Regions from separate parts of the Mus musculus genome. Here all the other regions are linked to region 5. A link is a contact called in public Hi-C, HiChIP or PLAC-seq and promoter capture Hi-C data. All regions are on one chromosome and are shown on one strand. The core of a region is the stretch at or near the end of the contact, and the rest is flanking DNA. Distances in the headings are between cores, read along the strand shown.

Evidence for each region. Hi-C and Micro-C count contacts between places; a contact is called where the count stands out from the background. HiChIP or PLAC-seq counts read pairs in DNA pulled down with a chosen protein or histone mark. Capture Hi-C pulls out chosen DNA fragments and counts their contacts.
Region 1: a contact with region 5 is called in an H3K27ac HiChIP or PLAC-seq map of epiblast stem cells. The contact joins the enhancer-like site here to the promoter of Trappc5 in region 5. A contact is called at or near these places in 9 of 39 promoter capture datasets (the C10 cell line, cranial neural crest, embryonic stem cells and 5 more), 1 of 484 Hi-C or Micro-C datasets (the N1E-115 cell line), 9 of 115 datasets of contacts at active chromatin or transcription factors (the SCID.adh cell line, embryonic midbrain, embryonic stem cells and 2 more) and 2 of 9 other capture datasets (adipose tissue and pancreatic islet).
Region 2: a contact with region 5 is called in an H3K27ac HiChIP or PLAC-seq map of trophoblast stem cells, with 4 times the contacts expected there. The contact joins the enhancer-like site here to the promoter of Trappc5 in region 5. A contact is called at or near these places in 9 of 39 promoter capture datasets (cranial neural crest, embryonic stem cells, frontonasal cranial neural crest and 5 more), 1 of 484 Hi-C or Micro-C datasets (memory CD8 T cells), 2 of 115 datasets of contacts at active chromatin or transcription factors (bone marrow-derived macrophages and trophoblast stem cells) and 1 of 9 other capture datasets (adipose tissue).
Region 3: an H3K4me3 HiChIP or PLAC-seq map of the SCID.adh cell line shows a contact between it and region 5, with 11 read pairs. The contact joins the enhancer-like site here to the promoter of Trappc5 in region 5. A contact is called at or near these places in 17 of 39 promoter capture datasets (the 3T3-L1 cell line, 3T3-L1-derived adipocytes, the HPC-7 cell line and 11 more), 1 of 15 datasets of contacts at CTCF or cohesin (embryonic stem cells), 8 of 484 Hi-C or Micro-C datasets (B cells, the N1E-115 cell line, embryonic stem cells and 1 more), 14 of 115 datasets of contacts at active chromatin or transcription factors (the NIH/3T3 cell line, the SCID.adh cell line, astrocytes and 5 more) and 3 of 9 other capture datasets (adipose tissue, embryonic stem cells and liver).
Region 4: a Hi-C map of the Ba/F3 cell line shows a contact between it and region 5, with 4 times the contacts expected there. The contact joins the enhancer-like site here to the promoter of Trappc5 in region 5. A contact is called at or near these places in 14 of 39 promoter capture datasets (the 3T3-L1 cell line, the C10 cell line, cranial neural crest and 9 more), 1 of 15 datasets of contacts at CTCF or cohesin (embryonic stem cells), 7 of 484 Hi-C or Micro-C datasets (the Ba/F3 cell line, CD4 T cells, CD8 T cells and 2 more), 8 of 115 datasets of contacts at active chromatin or transcription factors (astrocytes, bone marrow-derived macrophages, embryonic limb bud and 3 more) and 1 of 9 other capture datasets (adipose tissue).
Region 6: a contact with region 5 is called in a promoter capture Hi-C map of liver, with 2.5 times the contacts expected there. The contact joins the promoter of Evi5l here to the promoter of Trappc5 in region 5. A contact is called at or near these places in 8 of 39 promoter capture datasets (the HPC-7 cell line, embryonic stem cells, hippocampal neurons and 4 more), 9 of 484 Hi-C or Micro-C datasets (B cells, CD4 T cells, cerebral cortex and 5 more), 14 of 115 datasets of contacts at active chromatin or transcription factors (the SCID.adh cell line, astrocytes, bone marrow-derived macrophages and 8 more) and 4 of 9 other capture datasets (adipose tissue, embryonic stem cells, liver and 1 more).

Annotation. Positions count from the first base shown.
Region 1 is chr8:3,412,914-3,415,926 of GRCm38.p6, reverse strand. The region is part of intron 10 of Arhgef18 (rho/rac guanine nucleotide exchange factor (GEF) 18); the gene reads right to left. Among named protein-coding and RNA genes, the nearest start is that of Gm46029, 12 kb to the left of the region's middle. Within about 2 kb of position 1,421, at least 52 of the 459 cell types and tissues checked have an H3K27ac peak or open chromatin away from gene starts, as enhancers often do. A contact at or near this core is called in the N1E-115 cell line, embryonic stem cells, epiblast stem cells and 1 more, where this site is marked.
Region 2 is chr8:3,312,313-3,315,456 of GRCm38.p6, reverse strand. No RefSeq gene overlaps it. Among named protein-coding and RNA genes, the nearest start is that of Insr, 34 kb to the right of the region's middle. Within about 2 kb of position 1,431, at least 45 of the 459 cell types and tissues checked have an H3K27ac peak or open chromatin away from gene starts, as enhancers often do. A contact at or near this core is called in adipose tissue, bone marrow-derived macrophages, hematopoietic stem and progenitor cells and 2 more, where this site is marked.
Region 3 is chr8:3,386,018-3,388,873 of GRCm38.p6, reverse strand. Arhgef18 (rho/rac guanine nucleotide exchange factor (GEF) 18) reads right to left here. Exons shown (of 29, transcript NM_001370668.1): 6 at 2,457-2,514; 7 at 1,908-1,952; 8 at 1,163-1,240; 9 at 771-873; 10 at 456-597. Among named protein-coding and RNA genes, the nearest start is that of Gm30369, 32 kb to the right of the region's middle. Within about 2 kb of position 1,428, at least 20 of the 459 cell types and tissues checked have an H3K27ac peak or open chromatin away from gene starts, as enhancers often do. A contact at or near this core is called in the N1E-115 cell line, the SCID.adh cell line and trophoblast stem cells, where this site is marked.
Region 4 is chr8:3,335,735-3,338,631 of GRCm38.p6, reverse strand. No RefSeq gene overlaps it. Among named protein-coding and RNA genes, the nearest start is that of Arhgef18, 16 kb to the left of the region's middle. Within about 2 kb of position 1,416, at least 15 of the 459 cell types and tissues checked have an H3K27ac peak or open chromatin away from gene starts, as enhancers often do. A contact at or near this core is called in the Ba/F3 cell line, CD8 T cells and trophoblast stem cells, where this site is marked.
Region 5 is chr8:3,675,095-3,678,019 of GRCm38.p6, reverse strand. Trappc5 (trafficking protein particle complex 5) reads right to left here and starts at 1,543. Exons shown (of 2, transcript NM_025701.4): 1 at 1,417-1,543. Gm45231 (a long non-coding RNA gene) reads left to right here and starts at 1,621. Exons shown (of 2, transcript XR_870093.2): 1 at 1,621-1,793.
Region 6 is chr8:4,164,869-4,167,888 of GRCm38.p6, reverse strand. Evi5l (ecotropic viral integration site 5 like) reads right to left here and starts at 1,322. Exons shown (of 20, transcript NM_001346730.2): 1 at 1,126-1,322. The region is part of intron 4 of 4932443L11Rik (a long non-coding RNA gene); the gene reads left to right.

The DNA of each region.
Region 1 (3,013 bases), core at 172-2,671, 260 kb after region 5:
TTTCTGTGCCAGTCCTGTGTGACCTTTATTCTGGTCACTATCTCCAATGTGTCGTAACAATATACGCATGTGGTGTTCACACTGTATCAGGGGTTATCATCAGCTACACAATAAGGTCTGTAGGAGACCAGGGAGATGGTGGCTGAGGAGACACCTGCATAAGAAAGGACCAGACTGCTGCTCAGGCCACAGGATCTGCCTGAAGCAGTTCTTCCTCCTTCTGAGTCCTGTGGGCTCACCGAGACACTGTCTCTGAGTTGCTGGCTAACAGACCTAACTCTGGTGCCAGGGTTTCTCATGTGGAGAAGGGAGTTTGCATCAAATCGCGCACTGGTGGCCGTACATTCATCATCCCTTCCCTGGCCCTGCTTTGGATTGCAGGCTCTCCCCAGGAAGGCATGAGGCTCCTATTTCTGCTATGGGGATAGGGGAATCAGTTTCCTCTTAAAGGTCCCACCATGTAGTCCCTGGGGCTAGAGCCTGATCTCTATCTACCCACAAACTGCTATCTATCTCCCCATGCCATTATGACTACTTTATTACTACTGCTATTTTTAAGCTGGATCTCACTGTGTGGTAGAGGCTGATCTCAACCTAGTGGCAGTCTCATGACAAGGCATAAGCTTTCTCTCTAATCTTCTTTTTGTAATTGTCTCGGTGCTTTTCTAGGGCCTCTTCCCAGCTGAAAGGGTCTCCCTACATCAGAAGCATGGGCCAGGCTGGGGTACCGCTGGGGCAGATACTGACCCTTCTTGCATCCCCCAAACAATCACTAGTTTGCCTTCTACTGAAGAATGGGCCTCTAGGGATACGGCCTGGTCACCTGGCTCAGGGCAAGGCCTTTTTGGGTAACCTGCTGGGAAGCTGCTGGGTAGAAGATTTCCCTTGAGCACTGTGCTGACTGGTAAATAAGATCTGGAGAAAGTGACATCAAGATTAACATATGAAAGAAGCCAGCTGGAGAGACAGACAGAAAGTCCTCTCCCCAGGGTCATGTAAGGACCGAGCACAAACACTCAAAGCCTGGGAGCCTTAACTCTGCGTATAAGTATAAATGTTCGCCTGTGTATGTGCATGTAGTATGTGCACGCACACCACATGTATACCTGGTGCCCAGAGGTGGCTGGGGGACTGCACTGTAGGTGCTGATAACTGAACCTGGGCCCTCTGCCTAAGCGGTAAGTGCTCTTAGAAGCTCTGCTTTCTCTTTTAAATTTTTTCTTTATTACACTTTGATATATATATTGAGGGAGTGGGTAACATGCTTGTGTAGAGGTCAAAGAAAAACTTGCAGGAGTTAGTTCTGTTCTTCTACTGCGTCTTCAGGTTTGGTGGCAGGCACCCTGATCGCTGAGCTGTCCTGCCAAGCCCCTTCCTGCCCCCTCTGCAAGTCAGACCCAGTACAATGCTGGAAATGATGTCATCACAAGGACTCCGACCTCACAGAGGACAAAAGGAGCTCTTCTGTATGCCACCAACCTCTCAGTGACAGCATACAGACCATCACATCCTTGTGTTGAAGGGCACGCAGGCAGGCATCCAGGTATACCTGTCTGCACTGTAAGGACCACTGCTACCACCTCAGGGGTTATTATCTGTGGTGGGTTTTAAATTCTTCTGATACAGACTGGACTCAGAGCCTCTGCATGTTAGGTAAGGGCTCTACTAAGCTATGCCCCAAGCTCCTATTTTCTCCTGCTTTAACTTCTTAGTTTTTCTACCACTGTTTTATTATCTTTTGCTGTTTAGTCATTGTTTTATTAACTAGTGTGTGCATGTGAGGAAATACAAGAATGGTGTGTGTGTGTGTGTGTGTGTGTGTGTGTGTGTGCAGAAGCCAGGGGAGGACATCAGGTGTCCTGCTCTCTCACTCTCAAGCTTATTCCTTTGAGGCAGAGTCTTCCAGTGCACCTGGAGCTATGCTGGGGCCCCCAAACCTAAGCAGTTCTCCTGTCTCCACCCAGCAAAGTGCTGAGGTTACAGGAGTGTGCACACAGCCATGGCTAGCTGTTCACACGTGCCAAGGATTTAAGCACGGGTCCTTAGATCTCTCTTGTCCCCCGGGCATCCACAGCTCTTGTCCGGGTTAATCCTGAGTGTTAGCATGATATAAGGAGCATCTAAGCCAGCAAGCAAGACTGGTTGATCTCTTGAGTAGACTAGCTAAGTGTGGGACACTGACCCTGGCCCTAACAGCCACATCCCACAGGCTGAGGGTACCAACAGGATAAAAGGGGAAAAGAAGAAAGCTACTTTCTCAGTCCCACAAAGCTCTACCTAGTGGGACTTTCTGCCTTTAGTGCAGCTGTTTATAAACAACCAAAGAGTTCTACTCTGAACACACGGTACCCCTGGGCAACCTCCCCACGCCCCCTTGATGCACAGATCTGGGGTAAAGAGAAGCAGGTAGCAAGGCTAGAAGTAGGTGGCCAAATCCCTTTATGTTGATTCAGTGTCTGGCATACTGCCCACACAAACTTTTAAAGGGGATTTTTATTATATTTAATTATGTATATACATATACAATTATGGGTATGGGTATGAGAAATGTTGGTGCCTGCAGAGGCGTGTGGGGGCCTCTGGAGTCAGAGTTCCAGAGAGTTGTAAGCTTCTAATCATGGGTGCTGGGAACTTAACTCTGGTCATCTGCAAGAACAGTGTATGCTCTTAGCCACTGAGCTATCTCTTCAGCCCTTCCTGCTTTGGAAAAGAAAAATCATTTCTTTTGCTTCATTAATGTGAACGAATACTCTAACACCAAGTTCCATCCCAACCCACCCTTATTGTTCTTAATAAATGTTAACTCTCCAAAGGTTTTATGGTAGTGACAAGAATATTGCTGAGTCATATCCACAGCCCAACTGGGGGATTCTAGGAAGGAGCTGTACCACCAAGCCATGACCTTGTACCTCCAAACCTTTCATTGGTGAATTCTAGACAGATGCTTTACCACTGAGTCACATCCCAAGCCTCTCTGCCTAGAATCCTCTATCACTAAGCCACACCATTCAGT
Region 2 (3,144 bases), core at 182-2,681, 360 kb after region 5:
TCCATAGGCACCAGGTACACTCATAATACAAATACAAACATGTAGGCAAAGTACTTGTGCACATTAAGTAAATAGATAAATTTGTAAATCTGCAGGTGCATTTTAACTGGGCATGTCAAAAATAGTTTAGCACACAGTTAAAATGACTACAACTAGGTACAAGGTTATTCCTGTTTATGATTAAACCTCTGTTTCTCAAGTATTGGGCTATGCTCCTACAAAATCTTAATTACAAAAGGTTCTGTATTGAGGGCTCCAGGAACAACAACAACTATACTTTGTTTCAAAAGGTTATCATAACTGACTACCTGTTGTTATGGCTACCTTGTTACAACTATCTTGCAACCATGTCTCTGTTTCAGGAGGTCTTTCTGACTAACTTGATATGCTTAGGTTCTGTTTCCTTAACCTCTCCTATTTTACGCCCCCCCCCCCATTTGGAAACCCCTTTTCCCTGAGCTACAAAAACCTTGTCTTCCTCACATCGAAGGCCAGCCTCTCAAACATCCCCTTAGGAGGAAGCAACCCTTTCTTACAAATAAAAACACTTGCTTTAATTAATTTGGCCATGATGAATTGTGTCAGTGGTCTCTCGAATCTTTATGGTTAGCAGCATCTTTAAGAAGTAAAAATGGCTTTAGTAGCATGTTAGAGTAAAAGGGTGTAGTTTGTCATGCAGATTCAAGAGCATATCTTTTTCATTTTTTAAAAAATCATATTCATTTATTTACTTAACTTTTATTGGTGTTTTGCCTGCAGGTATGTCTCTATGAGGGTAATAAGAACTTAGAGCTACAGACAGTTGTGAGGGCCATGTGGGTAGGTGCTGGGAATCGAACCCATGACTTCTGGAAGAACAGTCAGTGCTCCTAACTGTTGAGCCATCTCTCAAGCTCCGTCTCTTTCTCCTTTTAAAGGTAGTTGCTGAGGGGGAGATGCTTTTACTGATAGGAATAGACCTAAGCTTGTGCTTGTCTCTAAAAGAAAAAGGAAAGAAATGATAAAAAGTATAGTTTTTTTTTTTTTTTGATCAGACATCTTCTACTGACCAAGTGTCAATCTGAAATATAGTCCCCTTCCTGAATCTGGCAATGGTGGCCTGTCTTTTTATCTTGGATCAGGCAACCCATACTTATCTCTCATAGCCACTTACTCATTACCAATGCTCAAGTGGCCACTGTATTTCTCTAGGCAATTCCTAGAAACCCTGGACTAGAAATGCTTCTGTCTAGAGTAAAGTTCAAAGACTCTAATACACGCGACAGCTGTTTTACCTAACCTCCCATAAAGTGAGAAAATGCAGATTTCTCTTATTTCTAACTTAAAAGTTTTTAGAGTTCAGTTCCTTCTCAGAACACCGTACAGGAAGCTGACAGAGTGCCCTCTGGCTTAGTTGTTGTCTCAGCAAAGGCCAGCTTTACAGACTGTAGAGGAGCCATGTGGGAAGGCAGGAAGTAGAGGGTGTTGGGAGAAGAGGAAACAAAGTTGTGCTGTGTTGGGGAAGTCATTCTCTGGGTCTCAGAAGCTCTCTTGGAGGCAAGAAACTGCCACACACTGTTCAATCTGACCCAGGGATTTTATACTTCACATCCTAATTAAAGCAAGTTGCCCAGCCATTATTTTTTGTTTTCTTCCTGTATGGGTTCTGGTATACCTTTTTTTTTTTTCCTTCCACAAAGGAGATACTTGCCAAATTATTTTTCCTTTGTTAGTGTGATCAGAATAGCACCAAAACAATAGGTTTTATCTGCTGATGAAATTAGCCAATTCAAGCCAAATTGAAAGTATGAAGGCAGGTTTACTGGGGGCAGCTCTCAGGCAGATTCACTGATAATAAGGAACCAGGCACCAGGCTAGGGAAATTGCCTTGCAAGTAGGAAGATCTGAGTAGTGGGAGTGGGCGGGGAAGAGAGAGAGAGAGAGAGAGAGAGAGAGAGAGAGAGAGAGAGAGAGAGAGAGAGACAGAGAGAGAGACAGAGAGAGAGACAGAGAGAGAGACAGAGAGAGAGACAGAGAGACAGAGAGAGAGACAGAGAGAGACAGAAAGACAGAGAGATAGACAGAGATAGACAGAGAGAGACAGAGAGACCTGGAGGCAGAGAGAACAAATGAGGCAACTGGTAATGACAGTGAAAATGTGCTGCTAAGTCACAGAAAGGCAGGCTGGAGGAGTGACAAATTCACAACATCTCTAGCCCAGTATTATAGGTTTGTACCCCTTAAGGAAATAGGGAGCCTTGGGAGGATTTTTGAGGAGAGATGCCAAAGTTGGAGTTTTATATTCGAAAGCTTCCTCTGGCTGGGCATGAGGAGAATGGAAAGAAAGATAGTGGGCTCCTGGATGCTGGGATGCTGGTGTGCTGGGATGCTAGGATGGCTGGGATGCTGGGATGTTGGGATGTGGGGATGCTGGAATGCTAGGGTGTTGAGATGCTGGGATGCTAGGATGGCTGGGATGCAGGGATGCTAGGATGCTGAGGAGGTGACACAGTAACTGTCCTGGCAGGAGAGAAGGTATTTTAAAGAGAGATGCTGACACTATCTAACTATTGGAACACAGACCCAGAGAAGTACAGTTTTGTCAGGAATCCTACACTGAGGAAAGAATGATGCAGCCTTTTAGAGCCAGAGGGGAGCTGGCTTGACAAGGAGAGACTCAGATGCTTCGGGGGAATCTTTTTTTCTTATTATTTGTGTGCTTATGGCCAAGGGTGGTGGTCAGAGACAGTTTGTGGAGTTGGTTCTTTCCGTCTACCTTTCTGTGGGTTCTGGGAGATGTGTGCAGGTCACCAGGCCATTGCTGCAAGCACCTTTACCCATTAAGTCGTCTCCCCAACCCAGATTACACTGATTTCTGATAACTTCTTAAACCTTTCAATAGACTAGAGCCTAGACAATGGAGGGTTAGCGATGGACCATGCCCTCTTTGTTTCTCTTCCCAATGTGATCTTATTGACTAACTCTCCTTTCTCTACAGTTCCCTCTTTGCTTCTCCTCTGTGTGCATATGTGGGGGGTGGGGAACTGGAAGATAACTTCCAGAGTCATCCTCACCCTCAGGAAGGTTGTTCATCTCCTTTGAGACAAGTTGTCATGGTGGGGCTCACCTGCCAGGCTATGCTGGCAGGCACCAGCAGGCCTAGGA
Region 3 (2,856 bases), core at 179-2,678, 290 kb after region 5:
GAGACAAGAGAGTTTGGAACTCCAGTGTGCACACAAGAACATTGTAGGATGATGCTGTCACGAGGTTGGAGAGCTACCAGAATGTGCAAGAAGGGTGTGGAGAAACCCGACACCTGTAGATAACATGACCTTGGCCAGCCAGGTCCCAGTGCTACAACAAAACACATTTCTGAGATTTTAACCAGGAAACACATGCTATTTTGTCACCACATCTGATAAATACTCTGCCTGAGTCCAGATCCTACTGGATTTTTACAAAGGCCAAAGCTGAGACAGAGAGCTTAATCACCATCTTCAGTGCCCAACGGGTCCCTCTGGCCCTTTCCAGGTTGCTATTTACACTTGCTCACATTGGAGAGGGTGAAATGGAGCCAGGAGGTACCAGAGAATGGAGGGACATTATGAAGAAAAAAGGCTGACACTCCATTGGATGGATGGATGGGGCTGGGACTCACCTGAGTTCAGCAAAGGTTCGCCACACAGAGGACAGCTGGAGTGGCCCGAGAAGGTTCCTCGCATCAGCTGGTGCCCATTGACACACTCCCGCTTCCCTGGAAGATCCTGAGTCTTATCTTTTAGATGTGCTGGACTCTTCCCCTGCACGAGAAAATGATGGGTCTTAGGATATCTCCTGCAGAGGCTAGTCTTTTTACGCCCTCCACCTCTGTTTATCTAGTCCTGGCTTGGATCCCAGGGTTCCCAAGTCAAGGGTACATTACGGAGCATGGAAAGGAAGTGCGAGTCCCCAAGTTCCAGTTCAGCCCCCTCACCTTCTCCTTCTGCCTCGTGACCCTGCTGCGGAGGGAGCTCAGGCTGCGCTTCACTCTGGTGCTCTTGCCGGGCTTCTCAATCTTGCACGCACCATCCTCGCTCCTGGACAGTGAGGAAAGCTTCAGGTACCTTCTGAGGCAACTCTGGAAGGTGCCCCAGGAATATGTTGCCCCCTAATGTGATCCCATCTTTGGTTCCCAGCTCCCTGTCTCTTCTTCCCTAGGGTTTTCTTTTTCCTCTCCTTTCACTTTCCATCCCCTTACTCTGCAGCCCAGGCAGCCCTTGAACCTGTGATTATCATGTCTCAGCCTTTGCTCTCTAGGTGAAGTCAGCTCTTAGGAGACTTGGCATAAAGGCTCTACTATAGCCACCTCTGGCAATGTGTGCTTACTCAGACAGGAACTCAAACCAGGTGAGGTTGGAGTGGGCTCCTCCAGGGCTGGTGGACATGCGAGCTCGCTGACGGGCCCTGTAGGGGCAGAGTGGGACGGACATGTAGGTATGCAGGCAACTCAACTCGTATCCTTCACTTCTGCATCCCCAGAGCTTTAGAGGTGCATCACAGGGGCTCCTGTCTGAGGGCCCACCACTGACTGTGGACTTACATCCAGGGGCACTACAGCAGCTTTCCAGCAGAGGGCAGCAGTACTGAGCCTTGGACAAACCACTTGAGCACGTGGGAAAGTTCTCTAACAGATCTCAGGAATCAGAGACCTTCTCTTTGTCTCATTCTCCATAGGGTTTCCTTGCTTCATCTCTCCATCCTCCCCCTCAGCACCATTTCCTTCCTCATTTTTTCCTTTTTCTTCTTCTTCCCCTCCCTCTACCACCTTCATTGTATTCTTAACTCCTGCCTCCTTCTCTTCTTCCTACCTCCCCTCCCCTCTTTGGCAGAGTTTCACTACACAGCCCAAGTTAGTCTTAAACTCACAGTCTTCTTGCTTTGTCAGTCTCCTAACGCTGAGGTGATGTGCATGTATCATCACAGCCATAAGCCCCCTTCTTCCTCCTACCAGATCCTGTAACTGTGTGCTCCCCTACAGATGCCGACACCTGTCCCTTGTGTACACACCACATATCTCCCTTACCTGTCCCACGTTTGTCCTCTCCTTCATGCCTGCTCCCTTCTCACTTACCCATGATACTGCCTCAGCTCCTGAAGCACCTGTTGTACTATCAACCTAGGAAGAGATGGGATATACACACACACGAACCACGATTACTTGGCCAGGCCCAAGGTCCCATGTACACTCTTAACTGGGTGCCCTGAAGATTCTGGGGTGTCTTTCCTTTAGGCAAAGGTTGTTTGAGAGAGAGGCCCCATTATGTGAGTCTAAGTAAGATTAAGCTACATAAAAAACACCCCCCCCCTTTTTTTGGAACAAGTTCTCATGTATTTTAGGCCAACCTCCTACTCACAGTTAGCTGAGGATGACCTTGAACTCACTCTTCCCAATCTTCCTACCTCTACCCACCGAGTGGTGGGATGACAGGTAGATATTACCACATGCCTGGCTTATGTAGTCATAGGGTATCTATCAGATGAGCCCCAGCCCCAGCTATGGTTGCTTACAAACAGCACTGTTGCATCCCCTGGCCCCAGTGGTGGGTGGTCCCAGCTTCTTCCCACCTCCCCCTAGCAGGATCCCTGGGGCACTCCTGTCTGTTCTGGGACAGACACTCACACATGTTCTGGCTCCACATGGTCCTTTTCCAAACACTCCAGCACCGGGGGTTCAAGGCCTAGGGGACACAGGAATGAGGAAGGATCCAGCTCTACACCTGCCTACCTCCAGCCTACGAGTATAACACTAGCAATCTCTCAGGGCAGAGAGTCGGGAAGCTTTGGACCAGGGACTGCATCATCATCATAGTGTGCCTGGGCAAACATGGAGGCTGTCCCAGGAACACTCAGGAGCTGTTCACTGTGCCTTCTTACTGAGGGAAGCCAAGGAGGCTCAGACCCGTTCAAAATAGCAGGTTGGATTTGTATGATGACTGCTTGAGTGAGAATACAGAAGTGTGGCCTTTGGTAGAGATTCAGAGACCAAGAGGGAAATAAAGAGAGAGCCAGAACAGGGGAGG
Region 4 (2,897 bases), core at 167-2,666, 340 kb after region 5:
CGTCGCGTTCTCACGACCGGCCAGGAAGAACACAACAACCAGAATCTTCTACGGCAAAGCTTTATTGCTTACATCTTTTTGGGGCCAGAGTGTAAGAAGCAAGAGAGAGAAGCAAGAGAGAGAGAAAAACGAAACCCCTTCTATTTTAAAGAGAACAACCATTGCCTAGGGCGCATCACTCCCTGATTGGCTGCAGCCCATGGCCGAGCTGACGTTCACGGGAAAAACAGAGTACAAGTAGTCGTAAATACCCTTGGCTCATGCGCAGATTATTTGTTTACCAACTTAGAACACAGGATGTCAGCGCCATCTTGTGACGGCGAATGTGGGGGCGGCTTCCCACACCAGGGTATGTTTTTTGTTTTGTTTTGTTTTTAATTTGTTTCTTGGTTTTTGTTTTTGGTACTCACTTTTTATTGGTTCATTGTGAATTTCACATCATGTACTGTAGTTGTAAGCCGCCCGTGGCCTACATGAACCAGGTACTCCTGAAAGGCAGGCTGGGGCTGAAAAGAGACTAGACGGGGAGAGAAATAAAGACAACAAGACAAAAGTACTCTGTTCAAGGCACCTTAACGTTTACTTAGAGTCTAAGCTTATATAGGGGGTAGGTTCCCCCCCCCCCCCCGCCAGTCCATCCTTGGTGCCCGGAGCCAGCTTGTAGGCAATGTGCAGGATAGGATGTGTCTCCGGAATGTCTCAAGGGTGTCTCAGCAGGCAGCAGGATCTCGGAGAAGAGCAGCGGCAGACACATCAAAAGAAGCCAGCCTGCCGGGCGTGGTGGCATACACCTTAAATCCCAGCACTTGGGAGGCAGGGGCAGGCAGACTTCTGAGTTCGAGGCCAGCCTGGTCTACAAAGTGAGTTCCAGGACAGCCAGGGTTACACAGAGAAACCCTGTCTCGACAAAACCAAAAAAAAAAAAAGAAGCCAGCCAAGTCGGAAAGCTACACTGCAGGTGGCCCCACCTCAGTGGCAACAAGGTCTGCACCAGCCAGCTTCAGGCTGGGGGAGGCTACAATGCACCCTCATCTCCTGCCCTTTATCCACCCTTTGCCTTTGCAATCTATCCCCCAAACACACACACACACACACACACACACACAACAAAAGAAAACAAAACATAGAAATCATCTTGTTGTTGAAGCTGTAATGTGTCAGGCTGTCCTGCTGTTCACATTGTAAACTGCAATGAGTCACTAGTCTGGTTTGAGGTCTCTAGCTTCTGTGACACACACCATCAATACTGGGTTTTCAACGAGATTCTTCCCAGTTATCCCGTTGTGTGTCATGAAGATCTTGAAGCTTTGGATCTGCAGTCCTTTCATGCACTTCAACAATTAACAGATGGTGTAGATATTGGAGTGGATCAACTCAAAGCACTGGAGGTGGACTTGGTTGTTAGCTGAGTTGGTGAGTGTGCAGGCTCTCCATTATACGTGTCCACCACTAGGGGGAGCTCTCCAGCACTGTTCTGGCTAGGCCATTCAATGAGAGGGAGGGTCAGCTCTCCCTCTCTCATATCCTCAGGACCGGCTCACCTGCCCCACACCTCCAGAACCAGCTCCACCAACGCTGCTCAAGTGAGGTGTAGGGCCACTCTCCTGAGTGCAGCAGCCAGTGAGGGGCTGGGCCTGCCCACTTGCTCTCGTGACCCAGTGGCCAGCTCTCCCGACTGCTGAAGGTGGCAAGTCCGGGAAAGCCTCTCTCCCCTCCTCCCTCCATGGACCATACTACAATCTCATGGAAGAGGAGTGGTGGGGCCAGCACTCCTGTGCTCACTCTTGGGGCCATGTCACCTGTGCCTCCTATCCCACATGACCAGCTCTGATGTGCTGTCCAGGTAAAGTGCTGGGCTCAGTCTCCCAAGTGCTGCTGCCAGTGCATGAGAGGTGGGGCCAGCTCTCCAGAGCGCCACAGCCACTTCTGCACAGCCCCTGGAAGGTGCTGTCCCAGGTGGCTGCCCAGACCAGGAATGTCCCCATGGTCTCTAGTGGTAATATGCACCACAGACATCAACAACGAATCCTACAGCTGCATAGCCATGGACCTTGGTCAGCAGGTCTCTGGATGACTTTACTTATAACATCCACTGCCATCAGGACAGTCCTGGGATACTGTGATGACATCCTTGTCACTGATCTCAGCAAAGCAGCCACAGGGTATGTTTTAATAACTGACAAAGGAGCTACTAAAAATCAAGAGGGCTGGCTGATTATCACAGCTTTCTGCTCAGTCCAACAACCCCTCTGGAAAAACTGCCCTACAGAAATTGCTGCAAAGGTATTTGGTGGGTTCAAAGTTGCCAACACGGATCCAACAAGCTAGCAAACTCAGTTTGCAATGTGTTCAGAACAATCTCAAGCAGGGAGCTGAGGCCTCCATGCTGACACAGAACCAGGGGTCCTACATATTTGGACATCTTGAATGGACTTTACTGCCATTCAACCCAGTAGAAGGTATCAGTACTTGCTGATATGCTATGCACTCTTTTAAGTTGGGCGGAAACTCTTCATACCCACACAGGGAATTAACTTGGAACTTGTCATGCAATACCACCCTCAACCACCAGACCACTTGAGAGAATGGGTAAAATGCCACCAGTCAAATATTACCAAGAAACAGATCTCCCCAGCCAGAAATTCTGTCACTTACACTGTTTAGAATGCATTAAATGTTTTGTTTTTTTCTTCTTTTTTTATTAGATAATTTCTTTACTTACATTTCAAATGTTATCTCCTTTCCTAGTTTCCCCTCAGAAAATCCTCTATCCCCTTCCCTCTCCCCCTCCTCCCCAACCCACCCACTCTTGCTTCCTGACCTTGGCATTCCCCTATACTGGGACATAGGACTTTCACAAGATCAAGGGCCTCTCCTCCCATTGATGACCAACTAGG
Region 5 (2,925 bases), core at 294-2,793:
GATCCCAGAACCCACAGAGTACAAGGAGAGAACTCACTCTCAAAAGTTGCCCTTTACCCCCATGCACACTCACAAATACACACATGTGCACACAAACATGCAATGAATAAATTTTTTAAATGTAAATAAATAAATCTAAAAAAAATTTTAATGTAATTTTTAAGAAGCTGGCATGTGGCAGGGGAATGGTTAAAACTTAAGGTGCCACACATGATGAATGCACACCTTTAATCCCAGCACTCAGGAAGCAGAGGCATCTCTGTGAGACTGAGGACAGCCAGAGCTGTTACACAGAGAAACTGTCTCAAAAAAATTTAATTAGTCAATCAATCAATCAAAAAGGTGGAATACAGAGAGGCCACAAAACTGGAGGAGCACACCTGCAGCCCCAGCACTCCAGAGACTGAGGCAGTAAGATGGCAGAAAGTGGCCAGCCCGGGTGAGTTCCAGGACTGCCTAGAGCACAGTGAGACCCTGTGCAATGGTTCGTCTTCACGACCTAGATTTAGAATCACCATGAAAACACGTCTCTGGATTTCCAGAGGGAAGACCCAGTATGAATACAGGCATCACCACCCTAAGGTAAAAAGAAGGAAGTGATCTTGGCGCCAGCATTCGACTGTGGATGCAATGCCAGCGGCCTCATGCTCCTGAAACCATGTGTCAATAGCCGAATAAACAGACCTTTCCTTCTTCTGGTTGCTTTTGTCGGGTATATATGACCACAACAAGAAGGAGAAAAGCACTAATACACTCTGTCTTTAAAGCGGGGGCGGGACATTGGTGAATGGAGAGGGGACAAAGGACAGTCAATTATGTTTTCCCTAGCCGGCATGTGCTCCAGCTCTGACTACCCTAGAGACCTTCCTGCCCAACCCCTCCAGGAAAGCTAGAAAAGTATGTGACAGTAAGGGACACCGGTGAGCCAAGGCCAAGCCAGGAGGGGGTGCAAAAAATTCCCAACCCTGTAACATGAGGTTGGGGAGCGGCGGAAGTGTCTATTTGTCATGAAGGAAGCCGTTTCCACGGTGACCCTTAACTCTAAAAGAGATCCCGTCGGAACTCATACTCCCACAAAGTCTCTAGAAAACTGCACGGATGATGGGGACACTAGTGGAGGAGGCAGGAGGAAGCGGTGAGAGCCTCTGGGCCTCCCGTGCCGGCAGCCGGGAGTCACAACAGTGAATGGAGACCACCAGGTGAAGCCTTCATGGCTTCTGGAGAATGGATTGGAGCCGACAACCCTCCCCTACAAAGCATGTCCCACGGGCCAGGTCTTGGGAGATTAGGATGGACCGTCCGGCTCCCCAGCTGGGGAAAGGAACCGTGCAGAATGCTCGACTGGGCTGCTCTAGGACGCCCGGCCGGGACCGCGGAACCCGCATCACCCCCAGGGGAAACCCAAAGCAGACTGACCCGGGAACGCTGCTCCGGACGCACAGAAAAAAAGACGAGGCCCGAGCGCGCCGGAGAAGGTTCTCGGGCGGGGAAAGGTCTCAACCGGAACTGTGCTGCGGGCGGGTCAGCGGAACTCCTTGATGGCGTCGTAAAAGGCCTGTGAGTGCGCAGGCGTGCGCGGGCTAGCTCGTTTGCGCACGGAGGGCGGGGCAATGCGGTGACCGAGAGGGGCCGCAAGGGGGCGCCCGTGTCCAAGCCCCGCGGCGCAGAACGCTGGTGGGCACTGGGCTATGAGATCTTGCTATAAAAGCTGGCTTTTGAGCAAGAGTGTAGTATGCAAAGTATTCTATCCCAGGAGCACGTGCATGCCCTCGGGCACGTATCTTCTTAAGTATGTAAGTACGTGAACTGTAGACGTGATGTATTTACACGCAATTTCCCCTGACACGTGATTTTTTTTTTACCAGTGGGTGAAGGAGAACGCTTGATCTGGGGGTGTTTTTCCATCTTTCACAGATGGTGTAGCTGCAGTGTTTTAGAAGTAGTAGTAGTTTTACCTGCGGAGGCGTCTGACCATCCTTATCCTCCCTTTGTGTGTCAGTGTGTCTCATGTGCCCAACACTCCTGTGTGCAGAGACCAGAGGTTGACACTGAGTCTATCTCTATTGCTCTGGAACTTATTTTAAGACAGGGTCTAACTACTGGACCTGGGGTAACCATTTCTGCTAGCTGTCAAGCATCTCAGAAAATCCTTCTGTCTGCCCCACAAACACCTCACTGGCTGGCAGTTCTGGGGTTACAGGTGTGACCAACACACCCAGCAATTTTTTTTTTTTAATGTAGGTACTCAGGATCAAACTCAGATCTTTACAATTGTACTTTATCTATTAAGACACCTCCCCAGCCCCTTAATTTTTTGTGCTGTATATTGGTTGGTTGGTGGTTGTTTGAAACAGTCTTGCTATGTAGACCAAGATGACAACAAAATTAAGGTGATATATGTGCCCAGAGCTTCCCGTGTTTAGCTGATCTTTTTAAGAGGAAACACAAGCGGCAGAAAGAATGTAGGTCATTTTCTCCTGGAGTCTATTCATATCTCCAACCTGCATAAGTCAGGTGCAGGTTTAATTATGTCTTTTACAATGCTGCAGATGAAACCCAGGGCCTCACAATGGCTAGGCAAGTGCTTTACAGATGAACCATGCCACTGCCCCATATGCTTAATTTAAAAATTCATAGCATTGACTGAGACAGATGCAGATACTTACACCCAACCATTGGACTGAAGTCGGGGACCCCTATGTTTGAATTAGGGGAAGGATTGAAGAAGCTGAAGGGGAGAGCATGACCCCACAGGAAGACATTCTTACTCTCTCTGACTCTCTTCCCTCCCTGACCCCTTTCTCCCTCTCTCCTCATCCCCCTCCCCCTCTCTCCACAGGTTCCTGGCTGGCCTCTCCTCTTCTCTCCGCCTCTCTCTCTCTCTCTCTCTCTCTCTCTCTCTCTCTCTCTCTCTCCTCCCTTCCC
Region 6 (3,020 bases), core at 73-2,572, 490 kb before region 5:
TGGAGTCCCAACTCAAAGAGAATGGGGTGGAAGGGACAGGCTAGGTGCTGGGGACAGAGCTTGCCACCTCACAATCTTCTGTCTTTTGTCTGAGTTAGGAGGTCTGTTGAGGGTACTGGGCTCAAGAAGGTGTATAGAAGTTCTCATGTGTGTGTGTGTGTGTGTGTGTGTGTGTGTGAGAGAGAGAGAGAGAGAGAGAGAGAGAGATGGGGGGGGGAGAGCACTCATGGGCCTGGGTCTGGGTTGGGCCCTTAGGTTCCTGTATATTTAGGGGTATCTAAATGACCCCACTCTGTATCAGAAAGATGGATGGGGAGGGTGTGTCTATGGGGGATGGGATTCAGCACTATCTTTTGGTCTTTTGGGAAGTCCTGAGTGTTCATTTCTTCAGGAAGATGCCATCTAGATGGCTCAAGATCAGCAACAGTGTATAGTCTTCTCAGAAGACTAGAAGTGATGTTTTTTTTGTTTTTGTTTTTATTGGAGCCCTTGAGCAGGAGGGGTGCCAAGTGAGCAGGCTGAGCTGATGTCTCTGGATTCAGTTGGGAATCTTTCCGTTTAAGAGGTGAGGCATGGGTTTCTGTGGAGTCAGAAAGAAAGAGTATAGGGCTCTGATCTTGGTCTCCTTGGAGAGGATGAGGGTGTAGGCCAGACACAGAAGACAGGAAGCCAAGTGGGAGGTTTAGGGGGATGTAAAGGCAAGAGATGTGCAGATGGGAGGGGTCCTGGGACTCGGGGTGGTGGTGGTGGTGGTTGTGGATTGGAAAGGAGACGCTCATGGTGTGTGTGTGTGGGGGGGGGCAGGTCTGCAGACTGGGGGATGGGGAAGCCCTGGACAGATTCTAACAGAGGAGTCTTGGGAAAGATGTACAGAGGTCCTGAGCCTGTGGGGGACGTCGCGAAGAGACACTGGGTCTTAGGAGCCCTGGGAGGGATCCTGAGGGGATCGGGAAGGAGGGTGGGCGGAGGCCGGAGTTCCAGGGTCCGGGACTGGGAATGCCAAGGCTCCCAGCGTGGATTCTGGAGGCGAGGCGACCCCAGGTCACGCTCCTGGTTTGGCTTCCCCGCGGGGCCCCGCAGCACTGACGCCCCCAAGGAGAAGAGGCCCGGTTCGGGCCGCCCTACCTGCGCCGAGAGCGCCTCCATCGCCGCGCCGAGCCTCGCTGTCCCTGCGCTGTGTCGTCCGATGCCCCGACCCACGGTCACGTCTGCTCGAGGGTCCCGCAAACCCCGCGGCCCGGCCCCTTTCAATCAGCCACCCCCGGGGACCGCGGCCGTCGCTGGCTCCGCCACTGCCATTTCACCCGCTGACAGGAGCCGCTGCCCCGCCCCCCGCCCCCCAGCCCAGTCAACCAATTCACCGCCCCCTTAGGCCTTTGGCTCCGCCCACTGTAGAAGAATGACATAAGACCTGACCAATCCATAGCCACCCCGTGAGGCGGACCCTGGCTACGGTTCTCTGAGGAGAGGAGCGAATTGAAATGAGAGAATCTGTGATGGACATCTAATTTTACCTATCAAAATAAGTAATAATATTGATCGACACCTAAACTACTAATAGTGATGGGCGAGAGGTGTGCCTCGGAAGGAAAGCTGAGGCCTTGAGCAACCCTTAGCTGAAAGCACTAAGCCCCGCCCAGAGCTGGAATTCTACCCAATCATGAGAGGTTCTGAGCCGTCCATTACTATCTGCTCTTCAAACCTCGTCCCTGGTAACTGTTGAGATGGGAGGGGTGTGCTGTGAAAGAGATCCTGACTTCTAAGCAGTCAGCGACACTGATGGAAGGCGGGCTCTTGTATTTGACCAATGGAGTCGTGAGACTGGGAATGAGGTTGGCGTCCTGGGCGGTAGGACTTAAGGCCATGGGCTGAATGAAATGGAGGAGTTAATGAGGAGGCGTGTCTCGGTGCAAGGATAGGCGGGACCAGACAAGGGCCGGGCTCCTGGCTTGGGTTTTAGATCGGGCGTATGCAGAAGGCCTCTCTTCAGAGCCAGCATCTCTGTGGTGGCCGGGTGGTTAGGTCAGGTCCTACCCTTGCTGGGTGAATCTGGCATCAAAACGCCGATTGCATCCTTCATTTGCCCCAACCATTATCTCTCCTGGGACGGGGCGGGGCGGGGCGGGGATGGGGTATAGAGCGGCGGAGGGGGTGTCAGGTCTCCTTTGGGTCCAGAGCCGCACACGTGAGAGCTGCTTTAAAGGCTTGAAGAATGAATGAATGAATGGGACCTTGGTTCTTTTGCCGACTCCCCCTTGTCCTCGTTTTTTTCCTCCTCCCCTTTCTCCTTCCACTTTGTTTTTATTTTTTTTTTATTTTAATTTTTGAGACAGAGTCTATTGTAGTCTTAGGATGACCTCAAAATTTTCTGTGTAGCAGAGGGTGACTTTGAACTCCAGATCCTCCCACTTTTCACCTTCCACTCACCACCTTGGCCAGATCCTAGATTCTTTTAATAAGTAAGTGAGGGCAGAGAGCATGTATGACCCATCATTGACAGCTACAAGACTTGAGAAGAGGATGACTCCAGGGTGTGGGTTATGGGCCTTGGACAGGGTGGGGCAAGGAAGGATGTGTCATAGAAGGAAAGCTGAGATCATAGGTTCAGCAGGGGGAGTGGTTCCCCTCTGGAGGAGACTGATGAGTAGTGGAGTACAGCCTGATTCACAAAAGGCTACAAAAAAGTTCAGCATGATGGCTGAAGATCGGGGGGGGGGGGGGGGGACACGAGGGGAAACAGAGGAGTCTATTCAGAATAGGGACTGTCAGGATTTCTAAGGTTTGAGATCTTAACCTTTTGTATAGTCAGGGCTTCTATTTGATACTAACAGTTGACAGTCACATGGATTTTTAAATTTTTAATTTTGTTTTTGTTTTTGTTTTGTTTTGTTTTGTTTTTTGAGACAGGGTTTCTCTGTATAGCCCTGGCTGTCCTGGAACTCACTCTGTAGACCAGGCTGTCCTGGAACTCAGAAATCTGCCTGCCTCTGCCTCCTGAGTGCTGGGATTAAAGGCAAGCG